Regions from separate parts of the Sus scrofa genome. Here region 2 is linked to region 1. A link is a contact called in public promoter capture Hi-C data. All regions are on one chromosome and are shown on one strand. Each heading gives the region's core, a stretch centred on a gene start, on an enhancer-like site or on the middle of the called end of the contact. The rest is flanking DNA. Distances are from core to core; before and after follow the strand shown.

Region 1 (3,940 bases), core at 823-3,322:
GGGCCTACGCCAGAGCCACAGCAACGTGGGATCTGAGTCGCGTCTGCGACCCACACCACAGCTTATGGCAACTCGGGATCCTTAACCCATTGAGCAAGGCCAGGGAGTGAACCTAAAACCTCATGGTTCCTAGTCAGATTCGTTAACCAATGAGCCACGACGGGAGCTCCTGGGTGCAGCCATTTAAAAAAAAAAAAAAAAGGTTTCAATTTAAAACTGGATGGGGTTCCAGAGGGAAAGGTATCCAGAGAAGTAATTTAGATCCATGTCTGGGAGGGCTAATATGCCAAACTTTCTGGACTCCTATATTACTCATAGTTAAATTCTGGTGTGCATCAAAATCATAGCTTGTTAAAAAATAGATGCCCAGTCCCCTCCTTCCCCAAGATCCTGATTTGGTGGAACCCAAGCACCTGTTTTTAATGTTTCTAGTTGAATATGTATGATGCACAACAGGATTTAAAAACCACTATTGCAAACTATTTATATAACACAAAAGCAGACTCACAGGTATAAGAGAATAAGCTAGTGGATATGGGGAGGGGGTGAGTGTGTGGGGGTGGCGATATAGGGGGAGAATGCAAGGTACAAACTATTGGGTGTAAGATAGGCTCAAGGATGTATTGCACAACATGGGAAATATAGCCAATATTTTGTAATAACTGCATATGGAAAGTAACATTTAAAACTTGTATTAAAAAAAAAAAAAAGAATCACTGCTGCAGGAAATAGGACATCCTTAAGATTAAAAAAGAAAAAAAATCCTTACAGCAGCAGTGTGGAAAATGGATCCAAGGGGAGAGGTGACTAAGAGGCTAGCAAGATGGTTGTCATATTTTAAGTGAGGGCATGGGGCCAGAACCTAGGCAGCATGGAGAGCAATTTCGAAGATATTTGAGAGAAAAGCAGAGGAACCTTGGTGGCACTGATTTTAGCGGTGGGGTGGGGGTGGGGCGGTGTGGTTAATTGTGAAAGAGGCCCAGGTTTAGAGACCAGATGATTGTCATATACAAGACTATCCCAAAGCCACTCTAGCTTACTTTTCTAATTACAAAATTCTTTGTCCAAAAATCTTAGTCTCCTACTTCCAGGATCTGAACCTCCTCCTGTGGAGAGGAGGGCTGAAGTGAGTAAATGAAGGACTTTTCAAGCCATAAGCAACTCGAGACTTGTAGCTGTCTTTACTCAGGGAGAGGGACCCCTAAGTCAGCTTCCCGACATGTTGCTCCCAGGGGGCCAAACGAAGTCACAGTCCTGGGTTTTGATCTCCAGGGTAATTTGCCTAATGGCAGATCCCTTGACAAATGAGTGTAAACTTTTCCAGAGTAATCTGCGATACAAAATTAAGAAAGGCAGAGTTCCCATCCTGGCGCAACGGAAACGAATCTGATTAGGAAGTGTGAGGTTTCGGGTTCCATCCCTGGCCTCGCTCAGTGGGTTAAGGACCCGGCGTTGCTGTCAGCTGTGGTGTAGGTTGCAGACACTGCTGGATCTGGCGTTGCTGTGGCTGTGGTGTAGGCTCCGATTAGACCCATAGCCTGGGAACCTCCATATGCCTCGGGTGCGGCCCTAAAAAGCAAAAACAAACAAACCCAAAAAACAAAATTAAGCGAGGCTCAAACACATACACACAGGTAAATAAAAATAAAGACACAGAAATCAAAGCATGTTGAGATTCTTTACCTGCAATTTACATTAAGTGTCAGGGTGCCCAACTCACGGGGTAAAAGTGCAAACATCCTATTTCTTTGCGTGCTTCTACACCAGACCTGGCCCAGGCTCAGCTATCGCTGGACACAGGACGGTCGTTAAAAGATCATGGCTCCAGTACAGTCTTCGGAAGATGTATCACATATTTGGTTTGGGGCGAGAGGCCACTCATGACGGTTGGTAGAGCAATAGTCAGGTGAGATCCAGACTCTGCGATCCTTTCATGGGCTGTGTCCTCGCTGTCCTAGCATAGCGACGCCCAAAGCCTCACACCCGCCCGGGCTGGGGGCCCTGAACCGCCTCTCGGGGCTTGGCCTCAGCAGTGGGTGGCGAGTCCCATTGGTTGAGCCCGCAAATGCTTCGGACGTACACCAGGTGTGGGCGCAGCCGCCGCCCGGGCTCGGTGTCCTGGGTAGTCACTGGGCGCGCTGCGGGAACTGTTCTCAGGCGTCCAACCCAAACCTTGCCGGGAACAGGCGGCCCGCTTGGCGGCGACTCTTATCCAAAAGGGGCGTCTGTGTCCCCAAAGCCAGTTCTCAACCGCAGCCCCCTCCCGGGGAAAGCGGGAAGGATTGGAACAGCAACGGCCGCGGGGGGGGCGTGGCCCCCTGCTGGCTCCAGGAAGGGGCCGAGGTCCCCGCGGGTGAAGGCGGAAGTGGTAAGACTGACGTGTCCTGAGCTGCCCTTCCGATCGCCTGGAGGGCCCCCTGCCAAGCGACAGGCTAGGCAAGCCTCGCGGGGGCTCCAGAGCCGGGCCCGGCCTCTGGCAGTGGAAAGCTCCTTGCAGAACCCTTAAGTGAGCTGGGAGCGGTGTCTCGCGGTGTGATCGCAGCCGCTGCGATCAGGCACTGCAGCGGCCAGCCCCGTGGAGGTCAGTCGTCGGGTCCTCTCCAGGCCCCCGCTAGCGCGCCGCTCTGGGGGAGACCCCGGCAAGAGCGCAAGGGCTGCTGCGGGGCGGCAGAGGCCGCTGGCGGCGCCTCGGCCAGCCCTTCCCGCGCGGAGAGCACCCTGGGGCTGCGGCGGGAAGGTGCGAGGCCGCGTGGCGTTGCCATGGAAACGGGCTGGGGCGCGCGGGGAGGTCCGGAGCAGAAGGGCTAGCAGAGGGGGTACCCCAGGTTGAGAAGACTAGGGAGCAGAGGCAGAGCCCAGTGTTCGGTTTAGAGACGTGGTGTGGTGTGGCGGTTGGGGAGGTGGCCTCCTGAGGGAGGGTCGGAAGGGCCAAGGGGAGGAATTGGAGCCATTGGGCGTCGTTTGACCCTGGTTCCGATAACTGCAGGATTCCCCCAAACAGGTTCCGCTGCCTAAGGATGACAGTTCTAGGGCACCTTCGAAGTTGGAGCTGCCGGTGGTTGCCACTCTTGCTGCTGCTGGGCACAGGCCGTGAGCCAGGGGTGGAAGGTGTGACACACTACAAGGCCGGCGACCCCGTCATTCTGTATGTCAACAAAGTGGGACCTTATCATAACCCTCAGGAGACTTACCACTACTATCAGCTTCCAGTATGCTGTCCTGAGAAGATTCGTCACAAAAGCCTTAGCCTGGGTGAAGTGCTGGATGGGGACCGAATGGCTGAGTCTTTGTACGAGATCCGCTTTCGGGAGAATGTGGAGAAGAGAATTCTATGCCACATGCAGCTCAATTCCGCGCAGGTCAGCCTCTCCACATTGACTAGAACTTAGCCCTCCCTGCCAGGGACTAATAACGTGCCTTTACGGTTTGCAAAGCAGCTTTGTGGAAATGGGCCGAGTTGATAATAACTACAACCCCTTGTGGCAGGCAGGGGAAATGGTATATTTGCATTTGATTAACAAAGAAACATAGTAACTTTTTCAGGACTACAGGGATAGTAAATTGCAGAGCTGATGTTGGTGCCCAGGGATCCAGACTCAGAGCTTCTCTGTTGGTAGTAGGGTACCAACTATCACTCCTATGTAGTCATGTCTTCCCACTCCTACCTCTCGGCATTTCCAACTGGCTCTTTTACACTCTACCTAATTTTCCCTGGCATACTTTTTTCTTCAGCAGTTCCTATCTCAATTTTTCCTTGGTCTACTCCAGACCTTCTTATGCCTTGCCCATCTCCTTTTTCTGGTTCTTAACCATGTCAATACTTGTTCATTTCAGAGAATCCCAGTTTACTGGGGTCTAACACAGTGGTTCTTTCTTTCTTTCTTTCTTTCTTTTTTGTTTTTTTTTTGTTTTTTTACAGCTATACTCACTGCATATGGAG
Region 2 (3,940 bases), core at 768-3,267, 1.0 Mb after region 1:
TTTCACACCTTTGTCCTTTGCCTATAAAGTTCTTTGTTCATTTCTTGACCCAGCTAACGTATCTCCCAGGTCTCATGAAACATTCCTATTGTCAGATAACTTTCCCTGACTTTCTAGCCTAGGTTAGCGCTACCTTTCATAGATGCCTTTATAGCACCCCATCCCTGTTCACAGCATTCATCCCACTTTTTATTATTTGTTCAGTGTCTGTTCTGTTCTGATTATTTGTTCTGATAGACCTCAAATAAACCTCATGAGGGTTGGAACATCACGTTTGATCATTTTCTCTCCACACCTAGCTAGCTACATTGCCACATAAAATTGATTAGCTCCACCCTGAACTCCCCTGTCTTTCTTCTTACAGCAGCCTATTACAGTGCGTGAAGGCCAGACCATCTGTGTCCGTTTCTGGCGATGCAGCAATTCCAAGAAGGTGTGGTATGAGTGGGCTGTGACAGCACCTGTCTGTTCTGCTATTCACAACCCCACAGGCCGCTCCTACACCATTGGCCTCTAGCCCTGCCTGCAAGTGTCTAAAACCTTAGAAGCAGCTTCAGGTTCTACTCCTGTAGCACAGAAGGTGCAGTACACCATGGGTTCTGATTTGCCTTGCCCATCAGAGAGGAGCATTTCAGTCAGCTTTCCTACCTTAGGCCATGGGCAAAGGGTGAGAATTGCAGGGCTTGCGCTGCCAACCTGTGAAGACCTCTGGCTAAGGCATGAGGAGTTTGTGCTGGATCTGAGGCTGCTCCAACAGGCACTCAGCCTCAAGTGCTCCCTGGAATAGCCCTGAGAACATGTGGATTGAACAAATTTTCAGCCTTTTTCCCTGCCCATCTCTGTTCCTGTTTTGGTGGTTTTGTGTAAGGAGGAAATACAAATAAAGTGAAGTTATGGCCTTTCCTGCTCCAACCCTGTTGCCCCCTGCCTGTTTCTCCACCCCTTACTTACACAAATTCAGACCTGTGCTCTTTTCCAAGACACGAAGGGACCTTGCTTTATTTCCTATTTAAGAAGCTTAGTGGTGACTCTTGGACTCCCAGGTCCAGCTACAGTGCGGTCTTATCCATTAGGACCTGTGATAAGGCTCTTGTCTGGGGACAGGGCAGGGTGCTGCCATGAAGAAAGATGGGGTAGTGAGTGAAGCCAGCCACCCTTTCACCTTCCTGAGCTGCTGCACTGCCAGCTCCTTTGTTACTTCTTGGGAGAAATACTGGAAGTTACCCAGACTCCTGCAGCCAGAAGCCGCATATTTTGTTTGAATAAAATCACAGGGTTAAAGTTGGAAATCCTCAGACATAATCCAGTTCTACATTTACAGAGGAAGGATTTGAAATTGGTACAATGATATAAAGTTAATATACCAAATTAGGACTCAACATGATTCCTCTCACTTCGTGGCCCTCTCCATGTTTTAACCAGCTACGTTTCTGGCAGCTGAAGTCTTAGGGTTCTGGAAGCCCTTGGGTCATGAGTGTGGACAATTCCTTCTCTTTATGGTTAGAGGGATGAGTATTGTTGCACCCAAAGAGTCACTTGCGAAACTCTTTTCTTGTGGTTTCGAGGTGTGTGGGGCACTGATTTGAACTGAAGGTATGTGAGCTGTAGGACCAGGCAGAATGTGGAAGACTAATCTGACCGACTAATCAGGTCCAAGCGCTGAGGACAGAAGGCGGCGGCTAGGAGAGAATGTAGACAGAATGAGGATGTGGAGCCCAGCATTCCTCCCCACGTGAAGCAAATGCAGTTGCTCTCTATAAAGCCGTCCTGGATAAGCTTAATGAGACCCCGTCTTGCCAAAATAGAATAGGGACCGGCAAGGACGTCACTGTACCTCCCCGTTGGCTCCGCCCACAGCGTTGACCTAGCTTCAGGAGTGCGGGGGAGCTGGGCAGGCGAGTCCTTGCCGCGTCTGCGCCGGGTTTCCCCGCCCTGTCGCAAGCCATTTAACCAATGAGAGCGATGGGCGGATGTCTAAAGCTTCTGCTTTTCCCCAGTCTTGGAAAGGTTAGCCAATCAATGGGAACTTGATGGTTGCTAAGAGACCTTTGAGCTTGGCTCCACCCTTGCTTAGGATTTTAGCCAATGAAAATCTGTACTTTGGACTGTTGCCGCTAAACCGGAGAGGTTCGTTCTGCCGCCTGAATGTTTCCGCGCCTGCGCAGATCGGGGAAGGTTCTGGAAGACTGTGGAGCTGCCGCCATTTTGCGGGAAGTGGAGCAGCTCCGGTTGCTGTGGTGCTTTTATTGCGGAGTGTCTGGAAGAGAGACATACTTAGCACCCTCCGACACACCCAGAGGAACCGAAGGAACCGGGGTCCCCCTGCGGGGACCCGGAACTGGTAAGAAACCCCGAAACCGGTCCCCCCGTCGCGACGTCACCTATGCGTGACGTTGTCGCACGGCCCCTCCCCCTTACGTCAGAGGCAGAAAATGGCGTTAAGAGCAGAATGGGGCAAACTTTTAAAATAAATTTTTTTTGGCTTTCTTTGATCTGGAAGTGTTCGCTACTTAATTGTTGTCCACTGGCACTGTATTAGGGATCGGCAGCCTCGTGGCTGTGTCTACCGATGAAAGACTGTTTCAAGGATCCCCGTGACTGATCCCTTTCCAGGTTCCCACATTGCTGATGTTTAGAGTCCCACGTACTGTGGAGGGACAGTCTCAGAGGACACTTGGGATCGGTTTTCAGGCCCTAGTGGCACTACTCAGAGAGATGAGGGAATTGAGATTTATTCCTCAGTGTCTGAAGTTTCACGTTCCGTGTTTGGTCACTGCTCACACATTCCGTGGCGGCGGTAGAGGAATATAGTGAGGCCACAAACGAGGTTTCAGCATCAGGATACCGGCCCTCGCAGAGATGCTGCCCGTCGGTTACTTGTAGGTCCGTGTTTTGAAATGTGGCCTTGGCTTGTTACACAGCGTGGGGAATGTTTTTATCTTTTTCATTGTTGCTGTACTTAATTAAGCTGTCTTGTGCCCAGCTCAGTGACCGGACCCAGGAGATGGCGCTACCATCACCCCTGGAACTTCAGCGTTTGGTGAATTATGCCCAATCCAGGCCAACCGCGGTTCTTCATTCTCCTTTGCCCCCGCAGCAGTGGGACCCAAGCGCTGACGTGGGTCTTGACTGTGTGGCATGACAGGGTCCATGCAGCGCCATGGTTGTGGAACCCTAATGCAATTTTTCAGAGCAGGGTTGGAGGAAAGCAAAGTTTTAATGGATGGGATTGAATGGACTTTGACCAGTAATTAGGACTTAATTTGAAAACTTCCAACCAGAAAACTCATAATATTTTTAGAACATTTAGAAAGATAGATTAGACCCAGTGAGATTTCAAGTTGCAAAGTGTGCTGGTGTTATATATATGTGTGTGATTAAATAGATTCATTCGTTTCTGAAGTCTGAAAACTTTATTCCATAGGTAGGGGTTCACTTGTTGACTTATCTGAAGGTTTTCCTTTTTGGTAAGTTATTCTTATTCTCTACTAGCCACTGAACAGTTAAGAGCAGTTCTTGAAATCAGAAAGCATTTTATTTGGAGGGTTAAAGGCAGACTGTAAAAAATGAAGAACATTACGACGATTTGAAAATTTGTATTCCAACCAATAGGACTGAAAGGAACAGTCAGTAGATGAAAAACTTACTTTTAGAACTATTTTCCCACAATAGGCTGGGTAGCATATATTAAAATCAGCCTGGTTACGGATATATTGAAGCATATACTGTTACCGAATATCTGTAAGCCACACAATAAGGTGTGACTAATGGGACTGATTCATTTGATAAACCTATCAGAACATTAATTCTCCAGATAAGTATATATTTAAAAGTAGATATCTTGGTATGCTGTGTGCTTCTCTTTTTGAAGTTTCTTTTGAGGTTAAGTTATAAACTACATGAGAGGTAACCTAGACTAAGGGTCAGAAGATTTCTTTTT

What was found. Promoter capture Hi-C pulls out the DNA fragments that hold promoters and counts their contacts.
Region 2: a contact with region 1 is called in a promoter capture Hi-C map of liver, with 10 times the contacts expected there. The contact joins the promoter of RBM23 here to the promoter of TM9SF1 in region 1. A contact is called at or near these places in 1 of 5 promoter capture datasets (liver) and 1 of 47 Hi-C or Micro-C datasets (heart right ventricle).

The regions. Positions count from the first base shown.
Region 1 is chr7:75,101,899-75,105,838 of Sscrofa11.1, forward strand. It overlaps TM9SF1 (transmembrane 9 superfamily member 1), which reads left to right and starts at 2,073. Exons shown (of 6, transcript XM_013978190.2): 1 at 2,073-2,368; 2 at 3,002-3,359. The coding sequence starts at 3,018. It also overlaps a transcript of TSSK4 not described here.
Region 2 is chr7:76,118,708-76,122,647 of Sscrofa11.1, forward strand. It overlaps RBM23 (probable RNA-binding protein 23), which reads left to right and starts at 2,018. Exons shown (of 14, transcript XM_021099252.1): 1 at 2,018-2,341. The coding sequence starts at 2,146. It overlaps PRMT5 (protein arginine methyltransferase 5), which reads left to right. Exons shown (of 17, transcript NM_001160093.1): 17 at 365-910. The coding sequence ends at 517.